2 separate regions of the Pan troglodytes genome follow, and region 2 is linked to region 1. The links are chromatin contacts, called in public HiChIP or PLAC-seq maps. All regions are on one chromosome and are shown on one strand. The core of a region is the stretch at or near the end of the contact, and the rest is flanking DNA. Distances in the headings are between cores, read along the strand shown. Region 1 holds the start of DENND4C (DENN domain containing 4C). Region 2 holds the start of RRAGA (Ras related GTP binding A).

What was found. HiChIP or PLAC-seq counts read pairs in DNA pulled down with a chosen protein or histone mark.
Region 2: a contact with region 1 is called in an H3K4me3 HiChIP or PLAC-seq map of stem cell-derived excitatory neurons, with 2.7 times the contacts expected there. The contact joins the promoter of RRAGA here to the promoter of DENND4C in region 1. A contact is called at or near these places in 1 of 7 Hi-C or Micro-C datasets (stem cell-derived neural progenitor cells) and 1 of 1 datasets of contacts at active chromatin or transcription factors (stem cell-derived excitatory neurons).

Annotation. Positions count from the first base shown.
Region 1 is chr11:96,671,328-96,678,568 of NHGRI_mPanTro3-v2.0_pri, forward strand. DENND4C (DENN domain containing 4C) reads right to left here and starts at 4,659. Exons shown (of 32, transcript XM_063788705.1): 1 at 4,238-4,659.
Region 2 is chr11:96,850,211-96,857,516 of NHGRI_mPanTro3-v2.0_pri, forward strand. RRAGA (Ras related GTP binding A) reads right to left here and starts at 5,239. Exons shown (of 1, transcript XM_528488.8): 1 at 3,106-5,239. The coding sequence starts at 4,429. The coding sequence ends at 3,488.

The sequences.
Region 1 (7,241 bases), core at 3,409-5,908:
CTTCATCTGGGAGGCCGAGGTTGCAGTGAACTGAGATCACTCCATTGCACCATTCCAGCCTGGGTGACAAGAGCAAGACTCATCTCAATAAAAAAAAAAAGAAAAAAAAAAAAAAGAAAGTTGACTGTCCCAAAATTTCAAAAAGTAACTTGGCATAGACCCATGGACCATCATATTAGCAAAATAATTTCATTATAGCATTATTTTAAGAGTAAAAAAGTATGGGTCAGACACAGTGGCTCACGCCTGTAATCACAGCACTTTGGGAGGCTGAGATGGGTGGATCGCTTGAACTTAGAGTTCAAGACCAGCCTGGGCAATATGGCAAAACCCTGTCTCTACATAAAATACAAAAAGTTAGTGAAGTGGGGTGATGCACGCACATGCGCGCGCACCTATAGTCCCAGCTATTAGGGGGCTAAGGCAGCAGGATTACTTGAACCCGGGAGGTAGAGGCTGCAGTGAGCTGAGATGCACTGCACTCTAGCCTAGGTGACAAAGTGAGACCGTGTTAAAAAAAAAAAAAAAAAAAAAAACAGCCAGGTGCGGTGGCTCACACCTATAATCCCAGCATTTTGGGAGGCCAAAGTGGGTGGATAACGAGTTCAGGAGATCAAGACCATCCTGGCTAACACGGTGAAACCCCGTTTCTACTAAAAATAAAAAAATTTAGCCAGGCGTGGTGGCACGCACCTGTAGTCCCAGCTACTCGGGAGGGTGAGACAGGAGAATCGCTTGAACCTGGGAGGCAGAGGTTGCAGTGAGCTGAGATCGCGCCACTGCACTCCAGCTTGGGCAACAGAGCGAGACTCGGTCTCAAAAAAAAAATTAATAAAAATAGCAATCAGAGTAAAAAAGTGGAATTACTAAAATGTTAAACCATGGAAATGGTTAAATAAACTGAGGCAGTAAATAAAACTTTGGACTATTAAAAGCCATAAAATAACAGTAATATACAGCAACAGGGAAAGCATGTTAAATTAAAAGACAATTATATTAACATTAATCACAGAATTATACACAAGCACAGACAGGATTAGAATATTATACTACTACATTATAGAAGTATAACAGCATTAGAGTACAGAAAAATATAAGTGTTAGATAGGGGAGAGTAATTTAAATTTTTTCTTTTGAATTTCTTTTAATCATGTTACATTTTTTCCAATAAAAAGTTTTCAAAGGCTGGGTGTGGTGGCTCACACCTGCAATCCCAGCACTTTCAGAGGCGTAGGCAGGTGGATCACCTGACATCAGGCCACCTGGCCAACATAGTGAAACCCCTTCTCTACTAAAAATTCAAAAATTAGCCAGGCGTGGTGGCAGGCACCTGTAATCCCAGCTATTTGGGAAGCTGAGGCAGGAGAATCGCTTGAATCTGGGAGGCAGAGGCAGGAGAATCGCTTCAATCTGGGAGGCAGAGGCTGCAGTGAGCCGAGATCAAACCACTGCACTCCAGCTTGGGTGACGAAGCGAGACTACATCTCAAAAAAAAAAAAAAAAAAAGGTTTCAAATACCATGTTAAGCTCTATTACATCCACATACTTAACATACGTAGAAAATGTTTTAAAGCTTTAAACTTCTTCCTGCAAAATATTAAGTTTCAAATTTCAAATAATAAAACTGCCTAATTTTGGAATATCCTACAATCTGATGCTAAAGACCTATTGTTTTACACCAGCTGTACTATGCAAAATCCTTTCCCCAAATTTTAGCTGATAAAAAGGAATTTCCCATTCCAACAAGGCATCCCTTTGCTACGTCTATCTGTCAAACTGACAATCTATGGCACCAGTATAAAGAAAATTAACATTTTAATTCAGTTATTATGAAAGCTTATCTGCCCTTGCTATTCAGCAAACATATTACATTGGAAATTCAAATTATGACAGAAATTCCGTTTGGCAAATCAAAAATACAAATGAAACAACCTGCCACTGACTCAGCAACTTTCTTTTTTACTTTACAACCTGTACTTAAGGTGCAAGCCTATGACTGAAACCTAGCTTTCAATTTTTCTTTTTTTTTTTTTTTAATCAGGCAGCCTCCAGAACCAGAGTAGGCTCTAAGAGATTCCCCTAGCTTTCAAACTGAGCAGCAAAGCCAATGCAAAACCAGTATTTGTTTTGGCAGGAAGCTCCAGTGAAAATATGAGATATTTTGGTCTTAACTGGCAGATACACAAAGAGCAAAGAAAGGTGCCTTATTGAGTTATTATTTATAATGTAAAATCCCTTGTGTATAGCTACAAATTCACTTTTATTGCAGATAATATGTTTCTTTATAGAAAGTAGCTCAACCAAATAATCTCCCAAATTTGGCACCAGGAATTGTTACAGCCTACACACCACTACAGTTCCTTGTAATTTAAAACATTTGCGTTTTAAGAACAGTCTCCACACTCCAACTATGCTGCCAATTTCTTCAGCTAAAAGCTTAAGTTTATACTACAAAATACTGTAGTTACTCTCGACAATAGAATGCACTCATTTACAAAGCATACAGGAGTAAATTACTCCAATATGCAACTTCAAAATTTCTCCAATATACAACGACAACATTTCTAACATCATACCTTTTCTATTACCCAAATCAGTAAGTCTAAATAGTAGTACTGTACACTGCACGAGGTACTATTGGCCAAAGTCAAGTCGCATATGATCAGTTCACTACAACAGGTTATACAAAAGATCAGACCCCTAATCTCAATAAATTATTTTGCAAAATGGTCAACGGAGATACCAATGCGGAGGAAAGTGTGGACTGAGTGGCAGAAAACCCTTTGCCACTACAGAAAAAAAAAAAAAACAAGTCAAAGCAAGCCTATATGACAGGCAGATCATGTTCATGAATACAAATCTAACTTCATTGCCGACTTCCCAGTCTCACAGCAAGACGGCAGTTTACCAACTCTTTAACAGTAATACAAAGAACAGGACAGAAAATATAGTTTCTTTTTTGCATGTTATAGTGATCAAGAATAAAGGATACCTTTAATGTTCAAAGATGAAAACTTCCTTTTGCAACTAATATTGCTCTTATCGCGTGTACACAGAAAAATCATACAACGCTCTGCATTTCTGATAGAGTAATACACACTATCACATCAAATCAAGTATTTATCCAGAACTTAGCGCCGTAGCACTAACGTTCTCCCCTCTCATTATACACAGACCGGAAGGGAAAACCTATTCCTACGTAAATTAGGGCCTAGGAAGAACGCCTCAACACGGGTTTGCACACAATTAAGCAGGCTCAGTGGGTCAATTTCTCAGGCTACAACGCTTGACAGTATCTCGGAGGCACAAAGAGACAGCTGAGGGTTCACTACTGGAAATGACACTTTCCCTCAAATCTGCACAAGTACCCGCGGTAACTACCCTAAATTTTCCCGTGTGACAAACATACATAAGGGGAGAAGGAGGCGGTACTATTTAAAAACTGGGTAAATCCTTATTAGTGCAGATAAAAGACGGTCTTCGAGAGGGAAAAGGTCTATCAAGCAGAAAAGGGGAGAAAAAAAAAAGACGTGACAGCATTCTTAAAACAGAAAAAGTCACAGCTCTTTACAGGAGTCAGCCTTAGGACTTCATTCCTTGGTTTTGTGTTTAGTCACTCCAGAGTTAAAAGGATACTGCCCTCCTAGAAAGTCATCCCCGACAAAGAAGCCCTGAGGATCGGCCACCGTAAGACAGAGAAGGAAATGTCCTCAATTCACCAGAGACACCTGCCCAGGTCCCCCTCCTCACCGTTGTCCCCGACACTTCTCAGCCCCCCGACTCCTCTCGAGACTGCCCGCCACCCCTGGCTCTAGCTCTCCGCTCTCTCAGCCTCGACCCCCTCTGGGAAGCCCCGATCCTGCTCCCTCCGCACCCCGGCCCCCACCAAAGCGGCCGTCGCCCCGGCGGTCCCCCGGGCCCAGACCCCTCCCGCTTGTACGCAAACGATTCTCATGGGCCCGGCGGGCGACGCGGGGAGGCTCTTCAGGGGCAGCCTTTCCCCGACTGCATCCCGCAGGATCCGGGGACTCCCCGCCCCCGGAAACCGCGGAGAAACTAGGCCACGAACGCCAGCCGCGGCCACTCTCCGCCTCCTCGGCGACCCCCCGCGGGCCAGCCACTTGGAACTCAGCCCTCCGGGCTCTACCTGTCCCGCGCCCTCCCAGCCTTGCAGCGCAGGCCCCGCGAGGGCACGGCGCAGGCTTCCTCCGCCAAAGGCCCCGCGCCGCAGCCTCACCTGCTGCCTGCTCCTCTGTCAGCGCAGCCCCGACACGGCTTCTTCCTGGGGCAAGAAAGCACCGGATTCGCGGCCTGGGCGCGCTCGGCAGGGCAGGGCGGGGGACTAGCTCCAGCGGCCGCCGCCGCCTCAGTCCGGTCTGCGCCTGCGCCGCCTCGCGGGCAGGGTCTCCGAGGGGCGCCGCCTACAGCCAGGGGCAGTGGCCGGAGCGCTGGCCCGCGCGGGTGCCTCCGCGCTGTGAGCCGTCGGACAGTGCGGGCGGCGCGTCGCCTAGGAGCTGCCCGCGGCGCCGCCGTCCCAAGACCTGACCGCCATGTTTCTGTTCCCTTTTTCTCCCCCGCCTTCCGCCCCTTTCCACAAAACAGCACTTTCTTTTCCCCCTCCCTCTCCCTTTCCTCCTGCAGGGGCGGGTGGAAAAGGGCGGGGGGGGGAGAAGGCGCAGGGAGGAGGGGGGCGGGGCGGTGCTCAGGCCCCTCCCCCGGGGAGGGCCGAGGCCGTGCAGCCACCGCTCCCCTCCCCCGCCCGACCCCAGTGCGACCCCCGCGGGGCGCGGGGTCTGAGCCTTGCGGGCCTCCGATCCCCTCCTCAGCGTTCGCGCGGCCGAGCCTGCAGAAACAGAGCTGGGGAGAAAGCGCTCTGGAGGCCGCTGTGCACCCCTTCCTGCAGGGCTCAGACTGGCGGTGTGATGTGGGTTTATTGCCTTGGCCTGAGGCAGGTGGCGGCTGCTTCTCTCGGAGTTTTCAAAGACAGGGAAAGTGATGTCGAGTGGCTGAAGGTCACTGAGGACAGTGCCGAGAGATACGTGAAGATTCCTTCCCAGGGTGGGAGCTGGAATTCCCACGCATGAGTAGAGGGCTCTAGAGAGACCGGCGCGCTGGCGCTTCCCGAAACCCCTTGGCTCCAGTGCACCATGTGAGTCCCTGGCCGCGCTCGGTGTCTCTCCTTCGGCCCAGATTTGGGGATGGGAATTCCTAATGGAGAAATCGCTCATTTGCATAGTCAGTACCCTCACGCCTCCTAAGTGTAGCCTCATTGTCGACACAGACGCCTGCAGAGTCGTTTCTCTATAATGCAAATTTTGCAGGATATTTTTGAACAACGTTTTTGAGTTATCATAGTAAATGAAAAAACAATTACTAGTTATTTAGGAAGAAGGAAATGGTTTGAAGTAGAGATAACTTTTTTTACCTCTGGGGGGAAAAAAAGGCGAATGACTTCAGATACCATGGCAGGTCAAAATCAGAACTGGTAAGATTTCTGCATATCTGGTGAGTATCCACATAAATAATCATTTTCCTGAAAATTACACTCTCCTTATTTAATCTGTATTTTTGCATAAAAATGTGAGATTATACCTGGGTCATAAATGCACTGCTGTCCATTTATTTCCGAAGTTTATTGCATAGCCATGGATAATTTGAGTTTTATATTCAATAGCAGAAACTATTTTTCTAACCACGTAAGCAGTCAGAATTGATTTCAGAAGAAATGCGCAGCAATAAAATTAAGGCTTATTTAATAACAGTTTGGGGCCAATTTGGTCCCCCTGGAAACTATCTTTGACATTGACAATCCGAAGAGCAAAAATTTAAGAAAGGATCTAATACTTCAAAATTTAGCTTGTGGGCCGGACGCGGTGGTTCACGTCTGTAATCCCAGCACTTTGGGAGGCTGAGGCGGGCGGATCACCTGAGGTCGAGAGTTCCAGATCAGCCTGACCAACATGGAGAAACACTGTCTCTACTAAAAATACAAAATTAGCCGGGCGTGGTGGTGCATGCCTGTAATCCCAGCTACTCGGGAGGCTAAGGCAGGAGAATGGCTTGAACCTGGGAGGCGGAGGTTGCAGAGAGCCGAGATTGCGCCATTGCACTCCAGCCTGGGCAACAAGAGCAAAACTCTGCCTCAGAAAAAAAAAAAAAAAAAAGAAAGAAAAGAAACAATGAAACAAAATTTAGCTTGTGGGCTTCTTTTCCTTCCTTCCCAAAGTCTAAATTAATTAGCAGTTTTAAAGCAATATAAACGAGATTTCTTTTTTTTATTTACATATATATTTTTTAATTTTTCCTCATCCCAACTAGAAAAGGAAAGACAAGATTTCTTCGCCCCCTCCTTTTTTTTGGACACAGGGTCCCCGCCTCTGTCACCCAGGCTGGAATGCAGTGGCACAAACAGGGTTCACTGCAGCCTTAACTTCCTGCCACCTCAGCCTCCCGAATAGCTGAGATGGTAAGCCTGTGCCAACCACCCACCCACACCCCACTAATTTTTTGGGGGGGTTAGGGGAAGATATAAAGTCTCACTATATTGCCCAGGCTAGTCTTGAACACCTGAACTCAAGCAATCCTCTTACCTCAGCCTCCCAAAACTCTGGGATTACAGATATGAGGCACCGCGCCCAACCAAGACAAGATTTCTTAATGGGTACATTCATTTCATTAGCTCTCAGGGATTCAGAGTTTTTTTTTTCTCTCTCTCTCTCTTTTTTTATGGCACCCACAGAAATGAAAAACGGATGAGGCCAGTATCTCTCTTCCACTTGACTTGATTTTTCTCACTTTGCAATGGAAGGCTTAGGATTTTCTTTAATTTTTCTCACTATCTTAATCGTCCTATAGATTTACCATAGATTTTTCACTGCCATTTTCCACCAAAAATTTCATAGAATGAACTTGAATGTTTTGGGACTAATTTTTCATGTGAGTTAACTGTTCTCAGATCTGGAAGTTCTTGATTCAGCAACCTTCCCAACTGCATGCTTAGGGGCCCAGAACTGAAATAAGTTCATTTGAAATTTTATATATATATTTATATATATATATTTTTTTTTTTTTGAGACAGAGGCTTGCTCTGTTGCACAGGCTGGAGTGCAATGGCATCGTCTTGGCTCACTGCAACCTCCACCTCCCAGGCTCAAGCGCTTCTCCTGCTTCAGCCTTCTAAGTAGCTGGGACTACAGGCGTGCGCAACCAACCACACCCGGCTAATTTTTTGTTTTTGTTTT
Region 2 (7,306 bases), core at 3,989-6,488, 180 kb after region 1:
AAAAAATCTCACTTCCGTCTTGAAGTCTTAATCCACGCTTTTTATATCCATGTGCCTGCTCCTTCTCTGAAATCTCCTATGGTATATCTTTTTATTCATTTAATATCCCATGAATTGATTTTATTATATATTTTTTATGGTTGCATGTGGTCTTTCTAGTTATAGCAATATACACCTACATGCATAAATACATATACACCTATGTAAATGTGTGTTGGGAGTATGTATTCATACACATACATATACCCCAAGGCCATGTGTCATCTTTATCAATATTTAAGTTTTGGAATTGTTTTGTTTGCCTCCTATATCATGGAATAAATGGTAAAGAGGGCTAATTTATTACTCTAAGTGTATTTCTTATTACATTAATATCAGACATATAGAATGTACTTTGTTTTACTCACTATTTGTAAGATACAAAGGGATATAAACTGACATACATCAGCTTGAAACCTGAGATAATGCTAAAATGTTCTAATTATTTTAAATGTTTAAAGAGGACAACCATGTAATGTTGCTAAACATGAAAAATGTCATCAAGTGGAATAAAGAATAGCTGAAGTTAACATTTGGGGGAAATTGAACTGAAAACAAAAATACGAGTATTTTGATACCTTTTCTTTACCATGAGACTCTTGACTATGAAGTCAAATTTATCTAAAGGAAAAACAGGAATTCTGGAGACCTGTGTAAAAGCAGACTATTATCTTCCTACTGTGAGAGTACTAAAATTAAAATACGTTTAATGATGTTTTCCTCAATGTAAAAGCATTGAAGTAAATGTTTCTTTTATGTTGCAGATACATAGTTGCCCTAGAGATCACCTTTTTCTTTATGCATTGTGAATAGCAGTCTGCATCCTAAGTTTAAAATATTTGAGAATCCTCTATGGGACTCTCTGTAAATGTTTTAAATACTGTTGTTTTCAATAAATATTTTATACTATCTGGCTCTGGAATTTCCTATGTAATATCAAAAAGAACTATGCCCCTGCAAATCATAAGATGATCACATGTAAAGTTATATTAATAACCTGATCAACAAATTTGAGAGGTTCAGTGATTCAGGTCAACATATTTTGTTACTTCCATTTTAATTACTAGATTTACAGTATATAGTATTTTAAAATGAATTTTTAAGGTTATATATATACTGTCAGTTTTCACATCTGGAGTCTTTATACTAATGTATTGCCAATGGCCCTAATTAGGTAATTTTTATAAATTACACCTGAATAGCTTCTTACTCTTCATGAGTAGCGTCATCCACATCTGCTGCTAGAAAGGGTTTAATAAACATTAAATAATTTTATAAAGCCTTAGAAATTCTAAAGCCCTATCACTTAGGTTTACTGTCCATACAAAGATAGCACCTCGGGTGTAAAATGAAAGGCTTAGAGTTCATCACAGGTCTCTTTGCTCTAAAATACTTAGATTTCTTTTCAAACAATCCTTAAGGCAGCTATTGCTGGAAGTGGAATGGGACATTTTAGATCTGTTTGTCCATTTTACTACACCACATTGCCAATCCAAATTAGGAACCTCAGAATCCTTCCTTAAAAGTAGGTGATCTAAGAATCTGTTTCAGTATTATCCAATTTCTAGAGAAATACAAATGGGAAAGTGATCTTGCCCAAAATGAGTGAAACCCTATTCCTTGAAGGAGGTCACTTAGCTTCCTGGGCTTCAGCTTACCCACTATGTAAATTTGGAATTATATGAAGGAATAATCTACATTTAAAAAGCTAGGACCCATCAGTGCTGATCTGTGCAAGTTATAAGAACAAAAAAAATTGCCGGGTGCAGTGGCTTATGGCTGTAATCCGGCACTGTGGGAGGCTGAGATGGGCGGATCACTTGAGGTCGGGAGTTCCAGACCAGCCTGGCCAAAGTGGTGAAACCCCGTCTCTACTAAAAAATACCAAAAATGAGCTGGGCGTGGTGGCACATGCCTGTAGTCCCAGCTACTTGGGAGGCTGAGGCAGGAGAATGGCTTGAACCTGGGAGGCGGAGGTTGCAGTGAGATAGCGCAATTGCACTCAAGCCTGGGCAACAGAGCAGACTCCGTCTCAAACAAACAAACCAAAAATAAATAAAAAGCTATGACTCTTATGGTTAACTTTTCAATGGAAGTAATGGGGTGTAATGATTAGGAGAGTCAGTAGTCAGATTGCCTGGGTTTAGCTGTATGACCTTAATAAGATCATAGTTTGCTCATCTGCTAAAATAGCGATCAAAGTAACCTACCACATAGGTTGTGAGGATTCAGTAAGATAAATGCACAAGTGCTTAAGAACACCTGACATTTAGTAAGGGATCAAATATTCAAATAGGTTTCATATCCAGTAATTTGGGGAAGAATGGCTCAGTAGGTAGTAATGGTAGTTAACAGAGTATGCTATGCGCTAGGCACCATTCCTAAATACTTACCATGTTGAATTTAATCCTTTTAAACATCCTATCAAGTGGTTTTTTATTGTTGTTTTTGAGATAGGGTCTTGCTTTGTCACCCAAACTGGAGGGCAGTGACACAATTATGCCTCACTGCAGCCTCTACCTCCTGGACTCAAGCAATCCTCTCTCCTCAGCCTCCCAAGTAGCTAGGACTGTAGGCACGCACCACTATGCCTAGCTAATGAAAAAAAATTTTTTTTTTGTAGAGAGAGGGTCTCTATATTGCCCAGGCTGGTCTCGAACTCCTGATCTCAGGTGATCCTCCCACTTCAGCCTTCCAAAGTGCTGGAATTACAGGTGTGAGCCACCACGCCTGGCTATAAAGTAGTATTCTGACCCACATTTTACCAATGAGGAAACAAGTGTAATGAAATTAAGTATTTGCCCATGTTCACAGAGCTAGTAAGTGAAGGGACCAGAATACTAACTCAGGTGGTCTAGCTTCAGTCCATAGCATAAGCGCTTCTACAGCTGTTACCAAACGTCACTAAAGTGCTGGGGGCTAAATTCACAGAATCAAATTTGCCAGTCAAGCAATACTTGTGGGCAGTCAGAATTTTTAGATTTACATAGTAAGCACTTTCAAGTTATTTCAAATAAGGCCATGTTTTAAATTGCTAACACGTTTATTCATGAATGAAGCCAAGAAGAATTTATAAATGCATTTTAATACCTTGCTGATAAAATAGTAACATTCCGTCTTTGCAATCTGATACGGAATACAGGAAGATACTGGTAAAGGCTTTGATGTGCATATCTATCATAACCAGGTAATGAGAACACACACGAACCACCTACTTTAGTGTTACACCATACCAACTTCTCAGAAAGGCCAGCTTCAAGCTCTACTGGGTAGCTGAGTAAATAGCGTCCAATGTTTAAAGACTGGGGAAGCGGGGAGAAAGATGAAAGAAGTAAGCAGCACACACTTCAAAGCCCACTTTTAAGCACACGACATTATGAATATTAAAAATAAAGGATGCAAACAAAAAAGGCAATTCAGCATTTTCCGAAAGAGCATTTGGCAATATTCAACGCATAAGGAGACTGTGCTTGGGGCCATCCACTCTCTCCAGCTTCTCAAAGTGTTTCCGGGCATTGCGAATGTTGATCAGAGTGGCCGCAGAAGGGATCGACGGATCTGACATGACCACCATCACGTACGTATTTGAGGTGAAGATGTCGATGAAAGCAGCGAAGTTGGAATTCCTAACTTCCATGCTCTGGAAGGAAGCGGCCAATTTACTGCAGCTCAGCTTGAACTGTTTGATGATGTTGCTGATCTTCTCAAACCGGTGGACGTCGCGCTGCTCTTTGCACTGGTAGTGGGAAATAACCAAGAATGTAGCTCTTTCGAACAGCAGAACTTCATCGGCCTCAATGATTTGGGCAAAATTCCTGAGGTTCATCTCCAGCTGCTGAACGTTGGGAATCAGCTGGTAGACGATGCTGGACCAGGCTTTGTAGAGCGTCTCATCCCAGATGGACGTTCGAAAACAAGCACACTCCAGCGGGCGAGACAGACGCCTCAGGTCTTCCTCTCGCTCTTTAAAAATCAGGTCACGCTGATCCTCCTGAACCAGATCCATTTTGTGCACCAGGCAGAAGATTTTGGCGTCAGGAGAGTTCTGGAGGATGGCCTCCAGACACGACTGGTAATAATGCATGTCCTTTTCCAGTTCGCGGCTCTCCACGTCAAACACGTAAATCAAAACTTCCACGTTACGGAAGATATTGTCTCGCTGGCTGGTGAAGTAATTTTCCATGAAGGTGTCCTGACCGCCACAGTCCCACAGGTTCAGCACCAGGTTCCCTAGGAATCGGACGTGGGAGTGCTCCACGTCAATGGTGGCCCCCAGGCGCCGGGTGTCGCGAGCAATGTAATTGGCGAAGATTATCGACCTCATGCTGGTCTTCCCCGACCCGCTCTTCCCCATCAGCAGCACCTTTTTCTTCATGGCTGTATTTGGCATCACCCGCCGGGGCACCGCGGACTGGGCCTGAGGGCGCGGCCTACACGCAGCGCCGAGGGAGGGGTCGGGGGCTGCCGGGGACTCGCAGGCCGCGCCTCGCTCCGCTCCGCCGCGCAGCTGGGCAGGCAGGAGAGTCGAGAGCGCGAACCCGGGGCTGGAGAGGCCGCGGACGGGCTGGCTCTTACTCAGATGGGAGCGCCCGCGGCTGTCAGTGGCAACGGCTCGGGAGTTACGCTCGCTTTCCGGAGAGGGAGCCGCTGCGTCCCCGCCACCACCCACTTCCGGCGGCGATCTCGCGAGAGCTCCCTCGCTCCGCCCTCCGTGCCCGACGAGCCTTGAAAAGCCGCTGCTCTAATGAAACCTAACCGGGGCGGCGTGAGCCCTAAGATGGAAGGGAAGCTCGAGGACTTCGGTCTTTTGTTCTGTTGCAGCTGGGTTTGCGGTTGCTAGGGGTACGTGTGTGGTTGGCCGGGGGAAATGCTGCCCTCTCGTGGCCAAAAAAAGCCCCAACCACCACCGCCACCGCAACTGGCTTTAGGAGCGAGGTGTGTCGGGCCGGTTTCCGCAGGGGCAGCCGACTGGTGAAGTGGAGGGAAAGCCTAACTTCCCAGTCCGCTTAGGCCTCCCCAGCTTGCCCGGCCCAGTGAGTACAAGGGCAGGGCAGATGGAGACTGTGCAGGCGCGGAAAGTGAGACTTGTAGACAAGCGATTGCCCGTTGCTGCGCAGCTAGGTAATAGCAAGTCCCTCCTAGGAGACATCCTGGCTTCCAGTGGGTGCTTTTAATTTCTTTCTCACATCTGCTTTTCCGTAATCTCAGACTTTAGAATTTATAATTAGAATTCCAAAGCTCGAGGAAATGATAATGTGGAATCCCATGCATTAGTTCCATCCTCACAGTAACCCTGTGAATTAATAACCCTATTTTCAAGTTAGGGAATCAAAGGTTAGAGAGGTTAAGTCACTTGACCAAGTTACACAGATACTAAATGATGAAATGGAATTTGGTTTTAGACAGTCTTGCTGCGGTCTATTTGCCTAACAATAGGCTACCCTGTGCCCCTCTCAAAGCATAATATAATTCTGCTCTTGGTCTTCAAGTAGTTGAGTGAATCAGTGTCGCCAGTATCGTTCATACAGAATGAATGAGAGTCATCAGGATACTGAAGCCTCTGTATCTACCTTAAAGTCCTTTTTTTTTCTTTTGAGACGGAGTCTCACTCTGTTACCCAGGCTGGAGTGCAGTGGCGCGATCTCAGCTCACTGCAACCTACGCCTCCTGAGTTCAAGCGATTCTCCTGCCTCAGCCCCCCAAATAGCTGGGATTGTGGGCACCTGCCACCACGCCCGGCTAATTTTCGTATTTTTAGTGGAGACGGGGTTTCACTATGTTGGCCAGGCTGGTCTGGAACTCCTGACCTCAAGCCAGCCACCTGCCTCGGCCTCCCAAAGTATGGGATTATAGGCGTGAGCCACCGTGCCTGGCCTAAAGCCCTTATCAAAGTGTATAGTGTACTGTACAAATTCAGGTATTCCATTCTTTCATTTATTCAAAAAATATTTTAATTCCTACTGTTAACGTGTGCAGTAAAAGAAGTTCAAAAATGGCCTTTGCTGTAGTTTATGGAAATCATAGAGTGAAATTCCGTAATGCAATATAGTATGTGGAAAATCTCCTCTCAATGTATTCAATTTCATCTCCTTGGTGATACCTCTTCTGGAGCCTTCTTATCTGATCGCCTTTCACCACCATTCTGGGGTTTCCCTTCCCCGTTCTTTCGAGTTGGGTATTCTTTTTCCTGATTTCACATCTTCTCATTTTTGGCTCATTTGGTGGAACACATGTTCCAATAGTTTCCAGATAAAAAGTATGAGGAGAGTAAAAATTTCAAGACATTGGATGTCTGAAAATTTCTTTGTTTTTACCCTCACACTTGATTGGTTGGACACAATTTTTCCTCAGAGTCTTGGAGGCATTGCTCTGTTGCTCCATCGTCTTTTAGCAGCCAGTAGTCTGATGCCTGCTTCTTGGTTTTGATCTATTCTTTCCTCTCTAAAAACATATTCGAAATTTTCTTATTCTAGTGTTCTGAAACTTAATGATAATTGGCATTGTTGAGCCCAAATTTGCATTGTACTGGACTCTCCAATGTGTCTTTTAATTTGGAAACCATGCCCTTGAATTCTAAACAATGTTCTTGAATTGTTTGATGATGTATTTCCTCTATTCTGTCATGTGAATACTCCTAAGGTCTGGATATCACATTTTATGGAGTCTCCTCTAATGTATTTTTTTTCTTTTTTTTTTGGAAACAGGGTCTCACTCTGTTGCCCATGCTAGAGTGTAGTTGCACGATCTTGGCTCACTGCAACCTCCACCTCCCGGGTTCAAGAGATTCTCCTGCCTCAGCCTTCCAAGTAGCTGAGACTACAGGCCTCCACCACCATGCCTGGCTAAGTTTTATTTTTGTTTTTGTTTTTGTTTTGAGATGGAGTCTTGCTCAGTAGCCTAGGCCGGAGTGCAGTGGCACTATCTCGGCTTACTGCAACCTCCGCCTCCCAGATTCAAGCCATTCTCCTGGCTCAGCCTCCCGAGTAGCTGGTATTACAGATGCCTGCCACCATGCCTGGCTAATTTTTGTATTTTTAGTAGAGAGGGGGTTTCACCATGTTGGCCAGGCTGGTCTCAAACTGCTGGTCTTAAGTGATCTGCCCGCCTCAGCTTCCCAAAGTGCTGGGGTTACAGGCATGCGCCACTGCGCCTGGCCTTCTTTTCTTTTAAAAAATTTTTTTAAATTTATTTTTAGAGACAGGATCTTTCTCTGTCAACCAGGCTGGAGTGCAGTGGTGAGATCATAGCTCATTGCAGCCACCACCTC